2 separate regions of the Mus musculus genome follow, and region 1 is linked to region 2. A link is a contact called in public Hi-C data. All regions are on one chromosome and are shown on one strand. Each heading gives the region's core, a stretch centred on a gene start, on an enhancer-like site or on the middle of the called end of the contact. The rest is flanking DNA. Distances are from core to core; before and after follow the strand shown.

Region 1 (7,510 bases), core at 1,251-3,750, 49 kb after region 2:
TACAGAGTGAGTTCCAGGACAGCCAAGGCTACACAGAGAAACCCTGTCTTGAAAAAAACAAAACAAAACAAACAAACAAAGTATTCTGGCTTTTAAAAAATGTATTTTTAAATACTCATGAACACTTATGCCACTAACTAAAATAATTGTTTATTATGAAATAAAAACTCTTCCAAAATAGCAAGATTTAAGAATACTTATGCCAGTGATTAAAATAATTATTTATGATGAAATAAAAATTTTTCCAGAACATAAATGTTTGAGTTAAGGCAAAGTCATGATTTTTTAAAATGTTTTTATTAGGTATTTTCTTCATTTACATTTCAAATGCTATCCCAAAAGTCCCCCACATGCTCCCCCACCCACTCCCCTAACCACCCACTCCCTCTTCTTGGCCCTGGTGTTCCCCTGTACTGAGGCATATAAAGTTTGCACGACCAAGGGGCCTCTCTTCCCTGTGATGGCCGACTAGGCCATCTTCTGCTACTTATGCAGCTAGAGACACGAGCTCTGGGGATACTGATTATTTCATATTGTTGTTCCACCTATAGGGTTGCAGACCCTATTTAGCTCCTTGGGTACTTTCTCTAGCACCTCCATTGGGGGCCCTGTGTTCCATCCAATAGCTGCAAAGTCATGATTTTTATAGCCATGTCTTTCAGCAGCAGAAAAGAACACAGATCCCTGAATTGTACACAACCAAAGGAAGCCTTTCCTATTTCCCTGACTTAAACATTTCCATTCTTAAAGCATTTATGTTTTTTGATGGAAGGATAAAATTAGTGTGATGTGAGGTCGCTTGACACACACATGAATTTAGCCACTAGCCTGTATTGAAGTCCGGAGTCCATTCCCAGTGGACCAGAGCCCTGCCTGTGAGAGACTAAGGTAGCAAAGTACCAGACACAGCTGGCAGAGCACCTGGGAGCCAGAGACAGCTGTCTTTAAAAGGCTGGAGGAGAAAGAGCAAAGTGGAAGGATACGCACTGTTGCATATTACATATGTGGTATATGGTATGTGTCCATATTGTGTTGATATATTGGGTATTTCGGTAAAAATAGGCAAGAAGTTTGAACGAACACTTCACAAAAAAAGAAAATCCAGCTGGCCAATAAACAAAAAGGTGTCAGCAAATGTGAACACAGGGCATTGGTGTTGTGGATCAAAGCCTCAATGAATGCGGCTCCTCTCTACCAGTGTAGCTACAATGTAGCAATTCTTGTTAAACCGAAGTGGTTTAACTTAAGTGGGAACCACTTGCAAGTAGCATTAATCCTCTGCTCATCTCTCCTAGAGACTCAACTCTCCAACTCAGCTTCCTGCAGACCATGAGAAAGAATAATCTGAGCCACACTAATATTCTGAATTTCCACTACTAGCAAAGTACACTTTTAAAATAGGATGCATTCATATGGAAATACCATATTATGTTCATATGGTAAATTCGCTGGGGATGAAACCTATAAATTGAACAGTAGGAAAGAATGGTGCGTCACAAATTAGCCTCAGCAGCGAGCAAGAGGCACCAACCTGACAATAAGGGCAAGACTTCTGGAAGGGTCCACAAAACAGTGTCTTAGAAGGGAGAGGTGGGTGACTGGGGAGCGGGGTCAGGCTGTTGGTTGGCTTGCACAGGTGTTCTTACTATAAAATTCAGAAAGCTACACACTAATATGTGCCCTGAAAGTATTTACACCCACAACAAAACGCTTAAAAATAAGTCCTTGGGAATAGTAAGTCCCTGCTTTGTTTAAAAATACACCCCACTTCTCCCTTGAAAAGGACATTCTTAATAGGGCGAGGGTTTTATAATACAGTAATGCATTAGGAAAATACTTTTCAGCGTTTCTCCTTAGGCATCTAGGAATTAAGATTTCCCTCACCAAAAAATACGGTAGGATAATCCAACGGAGATGTTCCCTGTGCCTGTTTGGATTCGTTGGTAGGAGCCGTTTGTTTATTGAAACACTTAAAGGCTTCGGTTTGGGTTTAAGTGGTTTGTTCTGGAGAGAACACATTAGCCTTTTAAGAAGGAGGAACTTTCATTCCGATTATTTTAAGTGGTGATTTCGGACGCTCCAGTCTCAATGCTGTGTAGGGAGAAGGCGTTCAATTCTGCGTTGGAATTGCACGTCCACAGATGGTTATTAAGCCCTGGGCCCGTGCCAGTCCTGGCCGAGGGGACAGGTTGCCTCTTCAAAGGAAGCTAGGTGTAGCTGTGCTGACTTTACTGGAACATTCTAGACGAGAGTAAAGATCTGCGCGACTTTGTCCAGATACCTCCAACGTAGCATAAAATCAAGTTGGAGAAACCGAGAACAAGGCAGGGAACCACACATTCCCCTGCCTCCGGGGCTGGGGTGGCCCTAGATCCTAATAGCGAGTGTTGCTCCCAGGCCGGGGACCGCGCAGCACCCTGTCGCCCCTGGTAGAGCAGGAGGGCGGGGAGGGCGGCGGGTTGGGGCGGGGCGCGGTGACAGCAGAACAGGGCCCGCCCCCGGCTTCCCACCCGCGGCCGCCAGGGAACTCGCCAAGCCCCGCGTTCCGCTCATTGCCGCCGCCCGCGCTCGCGCCACCCCGCATCCCGGTAAGACCCCCCGCCCGCCATCCCTAGGTCCCCCTCGGCCTCGCGGGGCTCCCTGCCGCCGCGCCGGGGCGCAGCCATATCTGGGCAAAATATTCAGCTGTCGCAGCCGCTGAGAAGGGACTGAGCACGGTTCCCTCTATAAATAGCCGCCGCCTCGGGTGGCCTTCGGGGATCGGGGTCCGGTTCCCCAGCCTGATGATCGGGTCGCTGGCGCTAAGCGTCCCTGCAGCCTGATGCGCCCAACCCTAGTCAGGGCGCCCGGGGCACTAGACCTGGTCTCCCGGGGACCTTGGGAGCCGCCCGGGGTGCCTTGGGCATTGGCACGTTGTGAGCTGGTCACGAGCCCTCCTGGGAGTCTGGGGAGGAAGGGGATACACGCTCGGGGGACGCTGAGTCCTCTGAGCACCGATCTGGCCGGCGCCTGAAAAGTTTCCCAAACTGCTGGAACTAGCTGAGGTTTAAAGCACCAGCTGCGCTTGCCTCGCTGCGCGCAACCAGGTAGAGGCAGGAGGCCACTGGTTGTCTCCAGTTTGAGGGGCGGCCTAGGCAACCCTCCTTTCTTTTCTGGATCTCGTTTTCCTGTTTGTAAGGTGAAGTTAGGGTCCTTCAAAGAGATGGTACCCGGGGCCACGAGAGTGGCCAGGGCGTGCTCTGAACTGCCTACACTCCCCTGCACCTGTTCTGCAGTTTCAGGCAGGGTAAGGATGCTGAGGACACAGCTGCAAAAGTCAGAGACTTTGGTGGCTCTTGGAACTCAAATCCTGGCCTAGGACCCACTGTGGCCCTCGGAATAGCCTGGGAAGTGTGCCTGGGGTGTTTGGGAGCATCTCTAGGCTGAGTTGCTAGCAGCACCTCGGCAAAACAAGTGACCAAATGAACTGGGCAGGCTCAGGCAATTCAGTTCCCTGTGTGGCACCTGTGATAACTCCCTTAACCCGGAACCTCCCCAGCTCTCTGTTTAGTTACCTCTCTCAGCTTTCCCCATGAGATTCCGAAGACCTGGCAGAGCCAGACTCTAAACCCAGATTCTGGGTTCTTTCTTAGTGGGGGCTCCCTCCCACAGGGTTTATCTTTCACCCTGGGTCCCACTGTTGCCCCTGTAAGGGCTTCAGAACCCTTTGCTCAAGGTCATGCCAACCCCCACTGCAGTCTGCTTGCCTTTCCTGTCTCTACCGACCTTTCCTGGCAGGTTTGGGGACTCTGCACCCCTCTTTTGTGATCTGCTAATGTCTGGGACTTTCCCAGGCTGGAGTAATAGTGTGGAGAGTCTAGTAATAGATCCTGAAGATCGCTCCGTTTTCTCTAAAGCTATCTCCGGGCTTCACAGATAAATGAGTGAAAGGGGAATCACCCAATAGGAAGATTCTCACCGACTTCAAACCTCACAACAAACAGGCAGAGTGAAGACAGGGCGCCTGTCACTCTGGCATCTGCTCTCTAATGAGCTAGCCTTGCAGTCCACGGTTTAGACAGCCACTGGCTCTTGGGTGCCTCGCATCCTAAGTGGGAAGTTAGAGCCCTCTAAAAATAGCCCAGCCCACCTTATCAGAGTCTCACACCTTCTCTCCCTTCTTGGGCAGGGCTCTTGGCTGCAGCTTAACTACAGAACACAGGGACTAGGTGGTGTCAGCTCTAAGCAATAAAGGGAATGGCCAGGAGTTCAGGCCCCTAGCTCCAGCCCCGGCTCTGTTACCCACTCAGTGTGACCTTGAGAAATGACCTTAGTGGACAGGATGGTCTTTAGTGGCGCTGGAGTGCAGAAGAGGCAGGGCTGGAAGTCTTCTGGGAAGCCCTCTAGCTGGAGAAAAAGGAAGTGCAGGGGAGATCTGGGGCACCAGATCTGGGATGAGGACCCCAGGAGTCCAGGTGTGTGTGTGTGTGGGGGGGTGAGGGTAGAGGGGGCTGCAGCCTTCCAAGAGCCTAGTGGAGAGGTGGGCACAGTTACTACACAGGGATAGAATGCTGAGAAGTGTGGAGACTCCGTCAGAATCCAGGGTAGGCATTGGGGACTTGGTTGCAGCACAGCCGAGCATTAAAAACTAGGATTGGCTGGAGACCAAGCTGGTGCCCTCAGTTTCCCCCTGTGTACAACAGGGCTAGCCATAGTGGACACTTCATTCAGGCTGTGATAGGAAGTGATGATGGGCAAGCCCTGAGCTTCGTTAGACCCTGCCCAGTACCTTGTGAGGATGTGGTTAAGGAGACAGAGGCTGGAGCTTAAGTAGAGACAGCTCCCAACTCTCTCAGAGCGTAGATGAGAAAGGCAGTCAGAGCTGGGGCAGAGGGCAGCCCTCAGTGTTTGTGACATGGCCAGCATAAGTGGTAGAGGCAAATCAAGGGGCAACCACAGAGTGTAAGAGAATCTGAGGGGTGTGCCCATGGCAGGATTGAGGTCCTTCCTTAAGAACATGCCATATGTCACCAGCTTTGCAAGTGGCTTTCAACCCTCTAGACTTTGCTGAGCAAAAATAAAGGGGGGGCTTGGGGGTGGGGGGGAGTTAGAATGAAGCAGGCTCTGGTCTGGGCCCCTGTGTCCCCTGGCTGACTCAGTATCTGTGAGCCGTGAAGGGTGAGCTGACCCTGCTCTGGGGGCCCCATGACCTTGGCTTGCTAACTTCTGAGATGATGTCATCTATTGATGACTTCTGCTGAGCCCAGTCATATGGCTTCTTCCGGACAGTGTTTTGATTTTTCAGTCTTACTAATGGGCCAGCCCAGGCTGCCAACATTTCTAAAGAGGCCAGTTCACTTTCCCTTAAAGCCAGAACACCAGCTAGATCAATTATTTGGCTGCTAGGAGTCATTATCAGTTTAAAGCCAGGGGCCTGCTTCCTGGGATTAGCAGGAGTCACTCCCACAGCGCTGGGGGGGGGGGGGGCTGGCTCCCTTTTGTTTTATACAGTCTTCTGGTTTATTATGATGGCAACAGCCTCTGAAAGAATGAGCTCACTGGAATCAACCTAGGATGTGGTCTGGAGCCTCCTGGGCCGAGGCACTGGGTCCTTGTCTGATAGAAATGCTAAACACTCAAGCACGCACGTCCCTTGTGCCCTCCTGGAGAGGACAGGCTCCATATCACAGTGCCTGAGAGGGTGGGAAGTGGAGAAGAAGACAGGTCCCACCCCTCTGCCCCTGTCCTTTTTATACTCCGTGTTCCCTTTACCAGGCTGCCTTTTACTCTAGGATATTAGAGTAGCGCCACAGGGCTGTTGCTAAAGACGTCTGTAGTGGACCATGGCAGTAACCATTGGACATTTCCTCCAGTGCCCAAACAAGCCAAGGAAAGCAGACGCCTCTTGGCCTCACTCTGACTTCTTCATGGGCTTATCTACTGCTCAGCCTTTCTGTGCAGCTGCTTTTAGTTCTCCTGGCCTCTTGCCCCACCCCCTCTCCCATTTCTGTTAGCCCTGGGCCCCTGCATACTGCACAACGCCAGTAATAGCTCCCCAAAGATGTTTCAACCTCAGCAGACCTAGCCTTGGTCTCTCCTGTCCATCTTCTTGTGTTCTCATCTTAGTCAACAAAGCCACGGTCCACCCAGGCACCAAGGCAGAGCCTCCCTTCCACACGGCCATTCAGTAGACGCTGCCTTCCTTTACAGCTCCTATCCATTCAAAGGTCCACATTCATCATTGCAGTCAAGGACTTAGGCGTCTCTACCCCAGGCTATTGTCAGAGTTTCTTAAAAAGGGGGATTATGCTGCCGTTCAGAGAGCTTCCCAAAGCAGAGCCATGGTCCTTTCAATGTTCTTTTGGGGGGAATTCCCCATTTCCTAGTAAAGACCTGAGATTTCTTAGCATCTCACAGGATCTGGTCCCACGGTACTTTGAAATCCTTGCTATGCCTGCCCCAGATTCTTTGAACCTTCTCAAGGCTCAGACATGTTTCCCTGCCTTTACCTGGATGCTCCCTCTGCCTGGGATGCTGCTCCCCTCGAACCCCCAGAGCACCAGCATGCTCAACCTGACCTATCTGCTGCCTCTCCGTCTGGGCAGACAGGAGGCTGTTGGAGGGCAGGGTTAGTAGCTCCTGTGTATACGTAGTGGTATCAACATCACCGTTCAGTGCAGTACAGGTTCTAATAAATGGTTGACAGAGGAATGAATGGGTGAACGACCAAGGCATCACAACGAGCACACGGTACACAGCCCCCAGCCTTTACATGTTTTCCCATCCACCAGGCAGTTGGCTCCATGAGTGAGGAAGCAGACTTGGCCTGTCTCCTGTCAAGTTCCCAGCCCCTGTCAGCCCTGTCACGCTGAGCAGCTGATGACATCAATCATGCCATTTGAAACCCACAACGATCTTGTAAAGGAGAGACAGCAGGTGCCATACCTGTGTTTTATAATTAGACAGTGGACCCCAGCAGGAATCGGGGTGCATATTCCAGAGTCTCGAATTGCTGACCAGGGTTATAAACTTGAGGAACTAGAGTCTTCATATTCTATGTCAATGGTTCTTTACTGGGCATCTCAACCATATAGAATCTTTCTGGAAATATGCAGATTCTAGCTTGATGGGTACAAGACAGTGCTCAATAGTGTGAATTTCCAGAGAGTAGTTTATTTCTAATAAGCTGGACTATGCCGTCAGTAATAAGCCTAAATGCCTCTAACATGTAGCCGCAATAAAGCGGTGCTGATCTTCGTCCGCCTATGCACACATGCACTTTCTCCCGATGCTGACTCTTTTTTGGGAGGGTGGGGGAGGATGTTTCGAGACAGGGTTTCTCTGTGTAGCCCTGGCTGTCCTGGAACTCACTTTGTAGACCAGGCTGGCCTCGAACTCAGAAATCTGCCTGCCTCTGCCTCCCGAGTGCTGGGATTAAAAGTGTGTGCCACCACGCCCGGCACTGTTTTGTTTTGTTTTTCCGATGCTGGCTCTTAAGACGGAGCTTTCTAAAATCGACAGAGGAATGCCT
Region 2 (7,005 bases), core at 1,349-3,848:
GTCTGTGTATGTGGGGTAGGAGGGGTTTGGTAGAGAAGAAAGGGGAGCAGGATCAAGAGAACAGTCGGAGGACAAGCTCTTTTGTAAGAGCGTGTGTACGGGAAGATGGCAGTTAATTACACGTGGGTGTCAGTCATAAGCATGTGCTGGCACCCCACAGCCTCCCAGGTCTAAGCCTTCAGCTCCTGCGCCTTACAGCACTCATTACAGAGTTTTCAACTTTTCTCTCTTAAAAAAGATTCTGAGAGTGAGAGATTTGCTTTTTTCTCTCTTCATAATGAGCACTTTATAAATGTGCTGAATGCCTGAAAGATGATGTATGCAAATGAATGAATGAACTAATAGTGCTTCCGTTTTGAATTATGTTTTACTTTGAACTTTTTCCCACTATTTTGAGCATTTAGGAATGTAGTTTTGACTATTATAATATCCCCTACTGAACATACCGAGGCATGTAGCTTTTTTCTTTGTATTCTGAAGAATAGAAGCACTGGCCAAGAGTACTGTAAACTGTAGGTGTTGCATAAAGCTATATTGTTCTTAATTTCAACTTAGAGTAACACATGCACAAACAAATGTAATTTTAAAAAATAACATCCTTTAGCCTCAGAGAGACAGCCTCAGTGTGTGAGCCTGGAGCTTAGCTTTCTGAGCACTCGCTGTTTTTCCTGGGTAAGTGGCGGAAGGATGTACCACTCACGCACTTGAGCTGATACACGTGCATGCGCCTCTGAGCTGGTGTGTGCAGAGCACAGGATGCCTTTGGCTCGGTTGCTTGTTCCCCAGTACTTACTTTACTGTAAATGATTAATAAGTATCTGTTTAAAAAATAAATGAAACTCTCAACTTGAAGAAAGAGTACTGGACCACGCATGATTCCTTCTGTGTTAAATATAATTTTGGTTCTGGAAATTTGGGAGAAAGGCACTGGGAGTTGTGTACCCCGGGCTCTGGGGTACGTTGGCTCACTGGGACCCAGCCCTTACAAACTGGCTCTCCGAATGTCCTGCTCTCACTCTGCTGCTCACAGATCGTCTGCTATGCAGTAGCCTGCACAGAAACTGCAAGGATCGCTCAGCTTGTGGCTCGTCAGAGGACCTCTAAAAGGAAAATAGGGCGACAAATTAATTGTCAGATGAGAGTGAAGAAAGCCATGCCGTTCTTTCTAGAAGGTAAGTCTTTTCCTGAGTAGATTATCATAAGGACTTATAGAATTATTGCCCATGTTCCTGATAAACTGTTCATTGAGTACTTACTGATATCCACATGTCAGGAGAATATTCCTGCAACTGGGATTTCCATTGAAATGATGAAGATGAATGTGACTTACAAAATCCAGTGGTGACAGTGCAGAATAATGCAACTGATGGTGACTGTGGTGACAACTAGGTACAGTCTTACCATTTTAGGTTATTTGTCAAGAATCCTCATCCAGAATGTCGGATGAACCAAGAACCTGTGGTAGGCTTTTGTACTTAGCAGATTATGTCTTTTGGTTAAGACATTTATTTTTCAGAGAAATATGAATTACATGGCCTGACAACACGATAAACAGCTGTATTTCCTGAATGCCTATCTCTAGGAAGTTATAGTAAATTCTAAAACGAGATTCTCAAGCAGTGGTGTGGCAGTGATATGCAGTGTTAGGTGATTCATGGCAGAAGCATTTTAGCCAAGGCAGCCATCACTGTGAATGATGATGGGCGACTTGGGTGCAGGCAGAATGTGTGCACTGAGAAAGCAAGAGGGTCCTGCTGGCTTCACACCAACTGGTGGTGGCTTGGGAAGTGCTCACACAGTAGTGAGCGGAAGCAAGCACTGGCTAATGAGGCAGGCAAGACCCATCCACAGAACTCCCCAGTCTCTAGTGTCCCCTACTCACTCCTCCTTGTGTTCTTTTGATTGTTCTGGGAAGTATGACCAGCAGAAACATCTGGAGCAACATAATGAAACTACAGTCTGAGGAAGCCAGCTGATTATGTTGTATCTGCCTAATTTATAGGAAAGCCAAAGGCAACTCTCAGACAACCAGGATTTGCCTCAGATTATTCCATCAGCAGGAAACCTAATTCAGCGCTGTTAAGAGACAGAGGAAGCGCCTTGGGAGTTAAGGCTGACGTGGACATGCCGCCGTACCCAGACACTCCAGTGCAGAGGCACGCGAGCATGTCTGCCAATAGCAGGTACCCCGGGCACCATCTGGCTTAAAGGAGCAGTGTGGAGAGCTGGGTAACCACTGTTAGAAGTGTGTGTTCATAGGAGAAGCATTTTCTTCATGTTACCTGCATCACACGCATAGCTGTTAATCCTCTTACTGCCTGGTGGCATCCCCTGAGTGACCCCCGTACTGTTTCCTCCTGCTGTTGCCATCTCTCCTTGTCCAGTCAGCTGTACACACTCTAATAAGTTCTTCTAAGATGCTATTTTGTATATTCAAATTTTTCTACAAAATTGTTCTTACAGTTAGTAAGTTTCAGGTACAATCTCATTTAGCTGTATGTTCATTCACCTTTGCTCTGGTAATTGCCACAGTCAGGCAGTAGCATTTGATCTTGGTGCACTGGCACTCCTAGCCCCTGCTTGGGTGTGACCATGCCTGCGCAGCCAACTTAAGCTCATTGTTTTATGTTGTGCGGACGATTCCACACTTGTCCAGTGAAAGCATGCAGGAAGCTGATCAAACGGATTCTTTCTATTTCTAAATGTTATGCTTCTAAGAAGTCACCTAGAGGTCAGCAAGCTACAATTCAGAAACTCACTGCCTGCTTTTGTAAATACAGTTTTATAGGAGCATGGCCACACTCTGTTCATGTATGGCCTGTGTTGTTTTTTACTGCAGTGGCAGAGTTGAGTGGTTGTGCAGAGCCTGAAGTCTGTCCTGTTGGCCTCCTGACAGGAAATACGTGCTGAGCCCTGATAGAGATAAATCAGTGTCCATCTCCCTTCCAAGTTGAAAGCTGTGCCTTTCTGTAAATTTGTGATGTCATATTCCTTTAAGCTGTGTCTGCTTGGCGGTAAAGATGAGTTTTTCCTCAGAAGCTTTCCATCCAGATGCTAAATAGTTAGGAAAAATTAATTTAAAAATAGCTTGGCAGAAAGGTGTGCTTTGGCATTTTCTGTTGAGAACGTATATAGCTTAGTGCAGAGCATTGGCATGTGCTAAATCCATTATTAGTAGTTGACAGCCTGATTGCTTCTTTTAGAATTAAAATACCATTAGGAAATATGCTTCATTTGAAACAGTTTAGTTTTTAAATCTTTTGTGCTGCTCAAAATTGTGACTGCTTCCCACAATGACAAAAATACAGTCACTGTTTCCTTTGATCATGGTTCATTCAGCAAGTCTTATAACACTCACTCTCCCATGCTAGTACTAAACATTACTCAAGAGCCTGGGACACTACTGAAGGAAAAATATACACACACACACACAGAGTGAGCGAGACAGACAGACAGACAGAGGAGTAAGAATGTGGGGAGTTGATGTGGGGTGCATATGGAGGAGCATGTGGATGCATGTTGGGTGTGGGGTGCACGCCTATGTATATGGATGTGTGTGGGTGTATGTGTGCATGCATGTGTGTGGGTGTGGTTTATTCATACTTATATCTGGAAACATCTTTCTATGTGAGTCCAACAGTTGATAGTAAATTATGTTGGAAAGGATGTGAGGTAGGCAGGGGCCTATGTCTCTTTTCTCCGTGTGGTTATTCGAGCAGCCTGTCTGCTGACTTTGAAACTTCAGTTCCACTACAGCCAAGCTAAAGCTAATGTTTGTACGGTCTGCTCCTGTTCTCCAGCGCCTGGGTTAAAGGCTGTGACTGCAGCATGTCCCACTCTGTGCTGCAGCTAGTCTTGTGCATGTGGTTATGTTCCATAATAGTCCGTATTTTAAGTGTTTATTCTTCATGTGCTTTTATTTATTTATCCCTTTAAAGATGATTAGTTGAAACTCTTACTCCAGGTTCTAAAAGACTTTCAAAAACCTACTTTGAATTTAGCTTTTAACATACCTCTGAGTAAATATGAAATATGATGCCAAATGTGTTTTCATATTTTGGGATATTTTCTTAAGTTATTTTGTTGGTCAGTGACATGGGGACTTTAAATGAAAAGCAGTGTTTAAAACTTGCTGTTTTCACACCTTAGGTTCAGTCCAAAGTCATCCTTGCCAGCGTCTTTCCAGACACACATCTCAAGGGCCTGCCCTACGGAAGTCAATGGTATGTTCTCCAGATGTGCATGAGTCTCGGGCCCCAACAGAGCAATCTAATGGTGGCTTTTGACATGCGCTCTCACTTCTCCTGCATGAGATTTATCTCCCTCACTCCATTTCTAACTGCAGACTCATGGATTGAAGTGATCTTTAGAGAAAATAATGCTTCCAGTGATAACGTCAGTGTGCATTGAGGCCTCCATCACACCAGACCCATTCTGCTCCATGGCCACGTGTCACCCACTCCCTAATTAGAGAGTGAACCCTCAAGATTTGACATGCAGAGGCCTCACTTTAAGGAAACTACCTGCTCTCTTTCAAGGTCTAAATGTGGGGCTTAAATTCATAAGAGATTCTCGAGTTGCTGTACTAGTAAAAGTTGGCACTGTGAACTGTGAGGTGTGGGGCCTGGAGAAATAACTCACAAGTTCAGAGTAGTGGCTGCTCTTCCAAAGGATCCAGGTTTGATTCCCAAAGCCAATGTGGTTCCTGTCCCAGAATATCTGACACCCTCTTCTTACTTCTGCAGGCACTGCATATATGTGGAGGTGCACAGACATACATGCAGTCAAAACATCCATTCACATAAAATGAAAAAAATAAAGATTAAAATTATTTTAAATGGTGAGGTGACAGCTGGGTGTAAGTAATTATTGGTTATGAAATGAAAAGGGCCATTAGGAAACAATAGGCTAGCAAATGAAGCCAAGGAAACTGCTGGTTAGAAGTGCACCACTCCTGGACTTGCCTTTGCAAGCAGCATGTGACTCCACTGAGTACTCTCACCAAGAACAGCTTTCCGGAGGGCTGGCTCTGCTCTGTGAAATAACTGGGCAGGATTTGTTGCTTGCATTATGTCTCTTATTGAGTATAGATTCCTTTTACATAGGAGTATTCTTACAGTATTGATAATGAAAGTGAATAGTATGATTTTTGTATATAAGAACTATTTTTACATATGAATTTTCTAGATCATGACTACTCAGTGAAGTTGTATGCCTCTTTAGGAGTTTAAAATAGAATATGTTATTTCCTTAATAGGAAACAGTTATGGGTATCCTGGACCCTTCTCCTCTCTGTGCCAGTCTAAGGGTGGCAGAGGCACATCATTGTGTCTTCTAGTGAGAAGAGAGGAGTAATCACTAAGGATCCTCAAGGAAAGCTCTTTTTGGTACCTGGTATCCTTAGAGATCAGTATCCCCAGACTAGGCTATCTATCTCTTATTAGTTAATGAAGAAGAAAATAAAAATGACTTTACTTAGCAGAAAAGGTATCTGATTAAATTGTAAATAAATTTTTCATGTAGGTGTTAGATTTTGATATGTTGATATATATCCCGATAGAATTCTATGTAGGTTTGACATTATTTCCATAGTTAAAATACCACAATGGTCACAGTAACACACAGGTTTCTCTTGATTAGTATGTAAACTCAGGCATTCTGAGTTTAAATAAAAAAATAAACAGGAGTGAAAGAAGCCAGCTAAAACTTTATGAAAGATAAATGTTGAAGAAGTAGAAGCCAGACCTGTGGTTGATGTCCATAAACTAGCTAGAATCATTTTTTTGTAGATTTCAGGCTCCTGTGGATTGTTAAATTGTTTTTCTTAGTTAAAGAGAAAGTTCATCATAGTCAGAAAACCTGGACATCTTTTTATCTTTTATTAAAGCACTCTTCCTACTTTTTGTGCCTCGTAGATTATAGCTTCAGTTGAGCACTACACATATATTATCTAAAATATTGTCTCCCTTAGTTGCCATTAAAAATAAAACATTACTTTTTACTCAGAACGATTGTCATAATGTTCAAAGTAAACTATAAAGTATCCCTGCAAAATGAAGGGATAAGTCCTCTCATTGAAGGTGTCTTGGCTTTGCTGCTAGAACTCAGGGATAGTAGATGAGGCAGTCCTCAGAGCCGCTCAGCTTAGTCCACAGGTTTCTAAGTTCAGGATCCCAGAGCCCACAGCATAGCAGAGTCAGAGACACAAATGCTAGGTAATGGAATAATCTATTAATTCTATCATTCTTTTAATTTAAAGATAATTTAAATCAGACTGTTGAGAAACCAAATATCACGCCTCCTGCCTCTTACACTAATAAGATGGATGAGGTTCAAAACCGCATAAAGGAAATATTAGACAAGCATAACAATGGCATTTGGATATCTAAGCTTCCACATTTTTACAAAGAGTTTTATAAAGAAGACCTTAACCAAGGAGTTTTACAGCAGTTTGAACACTGGCCTCACATTTGCACGGTACGTGTTTCCTTCTTCTTCCCCTCTATGCCCCCTCCCTGCCCAGCTTGCAGGTCCCAAGTTAGTAGTCGCAGAGCAGAATGCTGCTCATAATGCTGCCATGAGCTTCTGACTAACTGTCTCTGAGATTAACACACGTGGCTTCTTACTCCTACAAACAAATGACGAGCTTGGAGTGCTGTTACCTATTTTGTCTGAGTTTTAAGATGCATTTAATATTTGGTAATATGTACTGTGTACCATTTTGTGTTGATTGAACTTCTGCCAATAAACATTGGCTGTTGTGCCATTTTAGTTTATTGGTCACAGTTTGTATTAGTCCTAGTTTGTATATGCTTATCCTTGAGCATTTTTAAAGGCTTTTCAGTTGGAACAAATTTATTTCATTTGTGCTAATTGTAATTGTTTTTACATGGAACTTGATTTGTTCTAGAGCTGATACTGTAATCATATAGTCATATTTGAGATCTGTGCAGGTTGTCCTCATGATAGAAGCTTTAGATCGAAAGTTCTTTGTAGCCGCCTCTG

What was found. A called contact is a pair of places that touch in the nucleus more often than the background predicts.
Region 1: a Hi-C map of rod photoreceptor shows a contact between it and region 2, with 2.0 times the contacts expected there. The contact joins the promoter of Tmod1 here to the enhancer-like site in region 2. A contact is called at or near these places in 2 of 39 promoter capture datasets (the 3T3-L1 cell line and hippocampal neurons), 7 of 484 Hi-C or Micro-C datasets (8-cell embryo, the C2C12 cell line, the N1E-115 cell line and 4 more), 2 of 115 datasets of contacts at active chromatin or transcription factors (both in embryonic stem cells) and 3 of 9 other capture datasets (adipose tissue, liver and pancreatic islet).

The regions. Positions count from the first base shown.
Region 1 is chr4:46,036,722-46,044,231 of GRCm38.p6, forward strand. It overlaps Tmod1 (tropomodulin 1), which reads left to right and starts at 2,501. Exons shown (of 10, transcript NM_021883.2): 1 at 2,501-2,588.
Region 2 is chr4:45,988,048-45,995,052 of GRCm38.p6, forward strand. It overlaps Tdrd7 (tudor domain containing 7), which reads left to right. Exons shown (of 17, transcript NM_146142.2): 3 at 1,031-1,172; 4 at 2,003-2,183; 5 at 4,150-4,223; 6 at 6,260-6,477. Gm52728 (a long non-coding RNA gene) reads right to left here. Exons shown (of 3, transcript XR_003955392.1): 3 at 4,732-4,748. Among named protein-coding and RNA genes, the nearest start is that of Gm52728, 7.3 kb to the right of the region's middle. Within about 2 kb of position 2,599, at least 8 of the 459 cell types and tissues checked have an H3K27ac peak or open chromatin away from gene starts, as enhancers often do. A contact at or near this core is called in rod photoreceptor, where this site is marked.